2 separate regions of the Gossypium hirsutum genome follow, and region 1 is linked to region 2. The links are chromatin contacts, called in public Hi-C maps. All regions are on one chromosome and are shown on one strand. Each heading gives the region's core, a stretch centred on a gene start, on an enhancer-like site or on the middle of the called end of the contact. The rest is flanking DNA. Distances are from core to core; before and after follow the strand shown. Region 1 holds the start of LOC107934530 (vacuolar protein sorting-associated protein 24 homolog 1). Region 2 holds the start of LOC107939271 (protein RNA-directed DNA methylation 3).

What was found. A called contact is a pair of places that touch in the nucleus more often than the background predicts.
Region 1: a Hi-C map of leaf shows a contact between it and region 2, with 2.1 times the contacts expected there. The contact joins the promoter of LOC107934530 here to the promoter of LOC107939271 in region 2. A contact is called at or near these places in 2 of 34 Hi-C or Micro-C datasets (both in leaf).

What each region holds. Positions count from the first base shown.
Region 1 is chrA10:110,438,767-110,441,466 of Gossypium_hirsutum_v2.1, forward strand. LOC107934530 (vacuolar protein sorting-associated protein 24 homolog 1) reads left to right here and starts at 1,385. Exons shown (of 6, transcript XM_016866979.2): 1 at 1,385-1,723; 2 at 1,896-1,972. The coding sequence starts at 1,612. It overlaps LOC107934552, which reads left to right. Exons shown (of 5, transcript XM_016867003.2): 5 at 1-232.
Region 2 is chrA10:110,090,038-110,092,737 of Gossypium_hirsutum_v2.1, forward strand. LOC107939271 (protein RNA-directed DNA methylation 3) reads right to left here and starts at 1,359. Exons shown (of 19, transcript XM_041078064.1): 1 at 1,004-1,359. The coding sequence starts at 1,193.

The DNA of each region.
Region 1 (2,700 bases), core at 135-2,634, 350 kb after region 2:
CTGGCATCCGAGATTGGTAGACAATTGGAGAAGTTTTTTCTTTTTCTTTTTTGGGTCTTACAAATTTATAGATTTGGATTACCTCCATTGATATTCAAGATTGAGAGTGGCAGTTCCAAGCCTAGATTGTGTTTGCCTCCTTAGATTTATGTAACACACATTGTGAATGTCATTCCAGGATGTTGGATACGGATATCTGTCTTACACGTGTATGATGATATTTTTTTTTCTATTTAGAGGATCCTAACTACGTACCATTGTTCAAAATGTGTTCGACAAGGGGATTTTTTCCAGATATAAATATGTTAGGAAGCTTCTTGGAAAATCATATTGTCCTACTCATGTCCAACGCATCATAGTATTTACTTTTTGGTTGGCATTGTGATGAGCATGGATCCCAGAACTGAACTGAAGGTTGAACTGGTTGTATTTTCAATTCAATTGGTTTAAGGTTGATGATGATATAAAGTGTTAGCAATTTTTGTTTATTATATGGAGTGTCAAAAGGAAGCTTTAATCACTAAGTCTTAGCATAAGCTGTTAGCAAGTTAATTCTTCATCCATGACTTCATATTCATTTTTAATTTAATGTTTGCTTCTTTTTTTAATGAAATAACTTTTAAATACAACCATCAAGAAAATAGGCACAAATCAAGCAAAAAACTGTTGTTAGGTGGAAAAAAAAATCAGAGTTGGAGCCTTGTATCATTTATTTGTTGTTAGTGTAAGAAAATTTAAGTTTTGAGTGTATTAAAACGTATTATTCTTCTAATTGGAGCGACTATAGATAGTTTTAGTTCTAAAAATTGTATAAAAAAAGTAAAGTATAAACAAGTTAAATATTAAATTCCCATGAGCTAATTTGTTTATTGTTATAGTTATTAATGTAAGTAAAAAAAATATGAATTTTATGAGTTTGTGATAAATTATGTAATAAATATATTTATTAAAATTTTATATAAAATAATTGTTATTTTGATTACAATCATAAAATTACTTATGTTTTAGATTTTCTGTATTTTAATGACATTATAATTTTCGATTAAGTCTTAATTTGATAGATATGAGAATTATTGCTAACATAGGAACACGTAAGTTCGAGTGTACTGAAATATATTATCCTCCTATTTATAATTAAAGAGAGACTGTACCTAATTTTAGATATTGTATAAAAAAAATTAATTAATCACGATTTGTCGTTTGAAATAAATTTTGTCATACAAATTGTGATAAATTAGTTTACATTAATTCAAATTTATAATAAAATAATAAAATTAAAAATACGAGAAGGAAATGTTAACGCGGTGGGCGAAACGACGTCGTGTTGCTAAGTACGCTGCAGACTGTTCTATAACACGTATTTTCCCGGAAAATATAAAAGGAAAAGGGAAAGGTAAAAGATTCCGAAACGAAACACGGCAAAAGAAAATTGAGGCAAAAAAGAAAAGAAAAGAAAAACAGGAAAGCTTTGATTCTAAGCCATTTTCTTTGCTCCATTCCATAGAAAGATCTAAAAGCTCAAGCTTTCCTAGCAAAATTTTCTCACCATTTTTTTAAGTTACGAAGAGAGGGAAAGGAAAAGGGACTAATTTAGAGAAAGAAAAGGTAAAGATGGATAAATTTAAGAATATGTTGAAACCCAAGCCGAATCCACAACAACCACTAAGAGATTGGCAAAGAAAGCTTCGTCAAGAGTGCCGTAACATTGAACGCCAAATTAGAGGCAAGATATTTCCATCTTTTTCCCTTCATTGTTTGGAAAAAAGAAATTGATGATTGCTTTTTAGTGGTAATTTTGAATCTTTCAGTTAATGGGTATGTGAGAATTCAGGTTTAAAATAAGGGGGTTTTTTTATAAGAAAATTTATGGGATTTTTATGTGGATTTTGTATTAGATATTCAGAGAGAGGAGAAAGGTGTACAGAAGGCAATTCGAGAAGCCGCTAAGAGAAATGACATGGGTTCTGCTAAGGTAAAAAATTCTTGGGTTTTTTTTTTTTCTTTCTAATGGAACTTTATCTATATAGATTAATCATGTCATAGTTTTTGAGGGAATTCAATATTTTATAATTGGAATGGTTTGATTAGGAAGATAAGTTATGTAATTACATTAAAGATCATCTAGGAGAACCTGTTGGTTAATTCGGCTGCCCTTAAGAGTGGCATCTAACAATGGGGATTGGCTCTATTTTAGCAAATAAAAAGATCATTGAGGCGAACCCATCGGTTCATGTAGTCACCCTTAAACATGGCATCTTGTGAATCTAAAGTTCATTGTAAAAGGATCTAGGTCATTATATGGTGTAGAATGACTTTATGTTTTAAGTTGCTGAAGTAAATTGGATTTTGTGGTTTTTTAGATGAAATGATTGGTCATTCATACGAAAAGGATGCTACTTGATTATCCTAAGTCTAGCTGATCTTCAGTATTCATCCAATAGGTATTCGTCCAATGAGTTTTCTAGTCGATCTTAGGATCAGGAGATGTAACTCATCATTGGTTCTAAGCTGGAACTGCACACTGAAATCACGAAAGATGTTGATTTTTGGAATAATGAAAAGATCATCTTTTCGTTGGGTGGTCCAATTTGATGAAACCTATGTGCCTTAGCACGTGTATTATATGTGAAAATCATTTATTGTCTTTTTGTGTATGCTTTCATGTCCGCAATTTTGCATTTGCCTCGTTATTGAGGAGTC
Region 2 (2,700 bases), core at 109-2,608:
CCTCAAAACAGCAAAAGACAAAAGTTCTTCAAGGGCCCTCATGCATGGTGTAACAATGTAAATACGCCTCAAAACTTCTTGATATATCAAATAACTTCCGAACATGATGCCCAAAATATCCCTCCTTTACCAAACAAGCTATGAAAAATCATCCCAAGGCTTTAAAAATTAGTTGTTTGAAAATTGCTCAACCCAAGAACCGGAAGCATTCACCCAAAGAAGCTTCAGAAAATTAACAAATGCATAAGAAAAATCAAAGCAGAGGCAAACTCAACCTCAACCTCAAGAGTCCTAAACACAGTAAACAAGAAAAGCTTCTCCAAGAAAGACCCTCTTGCACCAAGCAATAAAGTCCAATCTAACACCCCTTGAAACCCTTAGAAATAAATACTTCCTAAGAAGTTGCATTCACATTCACCAATACTACACTAATAAGCTTTCTAAACTCAACCTGTCAATCATCTCCATGTTCAGTTAACAAAGATCTATAAACATATGAGAAATAGAACTTCAAAACTACTTAATATGTACCAGTTTCACAACCAAACACCCTAAAATGATTATTCATGCAGAAGCAAAAAAATTCCCTCACAATAACTCAAGAATGATTATTCATGCAGAATGTCCCACTTTCACACCCAAACAGCCTAAAATGATTATTCATGCAGCAGCCAATAAAAAATAAGATAAAAAAATCACTCACAAAAACTCAATAATGGCAACAAAATCTCATCAAGATTTCCATTTCTAAAAAAAATCTCTTCCAGAATATTGAACATATTAAAAAGTTGAAACTTCGCTTAAATTTTTTTAAAAAAATGAAAACCCTAAAAACCTTGAAAACCAGAATGCAGAACAAAATCAAAGAAAAAACCCTAAAAACTAGCAGAAGCAGAAATAAGCAACCGGAAAATGCAAGACTCCAAAAGGAAACAAATTGAAAAAGCAAAAGCCAACAAAAACGAAAAAAAAAACAAACGAAAAACGATCAGATCAGCCATACAATCATCAAAATCGCTGTCATCGCTGGCTTCATTGTCATCAACATCAGCAGCGTCTTCAAAGAACTGAAGAACTCCCCGATTCTTCCGCTTCCGACGGTTCTCCTCCGCTCCACCACCGCTTCTTCCGGCGCTGACCTTCCGTTTCCCATAAACCACCTCCTTCTCCTTTCCCTTCCCCTTCGACGACATATCCTTTCAGTCCAGTTGCAAAATTTTTACTTTTATTTTCCTTATATTTTTCTACATAAATAGAAAATTTTCGGAGAATATCAGTTTTTCATTTTCTCTAAGGGTTTTTTTCTTTTTTTTTTCTTTGAAATAGAGTGTGATGAAAGTGTGAGTGATGGAATTTTATGGTAGTGTACTCCAAAGCTGATATAATATATATTTGGCAATTTACGATTGCATCCTTTGCGTTCTGCCCTTATTAAATCATGTAAAAGGGCAAAACAGTCTATTCGTTTCCTACTTCTTTATTTTTAGACCGGGTAAAATACAATTTCATCCTTAAATTGTTGATTTTATTCTATTTTAGGACCTAATAATTAATTATTAATTTAATAATAAATTTATTTTTTTGATATTTGTATATCCTATCAATTTAATCTTAAATATAATAAATTTGTTTACAACATTTATAAAATGATAAATTTTAAATTCTAAAAAATTATTATTAAAAATAGATTAAAATTTTAAAGATATATAAATACATAAAAATAAAAAATTTGTTTTCAAGTTTTTTTTTTGTTTTGCTATCATTAACAATTTCCGTCCTTGATTTTTAGGGAGGATTGCAGGTAGAGTTATTAAAAGGTAGATTTATTTGTCTAAACTCAAAAATCTATCCAATATATAAATAGATTTGAATAAGTAGAGAAAATTCGAAAAATAAATTTAAACAAAAATATAAATCTGTTTTTTAATCAAACAATTCTTGAACAAAAACTTTAAAACAGGAACCTAACTTTACCGTCTCAGGTCAGGGGTGAAGTCAGAAAAAAATTTTAGGGGCTAGATGAAATTTTAATTTTTTATAATTTATATCTTTATAATTTGTAAAAAATTAAATCGAATTTTTATAATTTTAAAGAAGCCAAAATGTAATTTAATCTTTATTAATTTAAAATTTTTTAAAAATTTTAAAAGCTTAAAAAATAATTTTACATTTTAAGGAGGGTCGGGCGACCATGCCAGCCCCCTAACTTCTTCGCCCCTGGCTCGAGTGCATATAAAATATATACATTATAAATATTATATTTATAAATTTTTAATATATAAAAACCAAACCCAGCCCAAATATTTTAAACCATTAATTGAAGCTTGGAAACAGGTCGTTAGAAGTTAGAACTTTGTTTACCTTCCTGCTTTCCCTTTTTTTTTTTTTTTCCTTTCTAAATTCGTTGAGGGGTAATCTGCCTCGACCATAACCGGGATTTGGGCAAGTTTTATAAGCGTGGAAGTTGTTCCTATCGAGTTAAATTGAAACATTTCTTATATCAACCTTCTCGAGCATGGATTATTTTCTCAAGTTATTAGCTTTGGCTAAAAACAATTTAAAAAGTTAATTGAATTTTAACTTGATTAGTATCAATATTATTATTAGTATAAAAAAACGTAAATTTGAATATATCAAAATTTATTATCCTCTTATTTAAAATTATAAAAGAATTATGAGTAGTTCACGTAAAAAAACCCA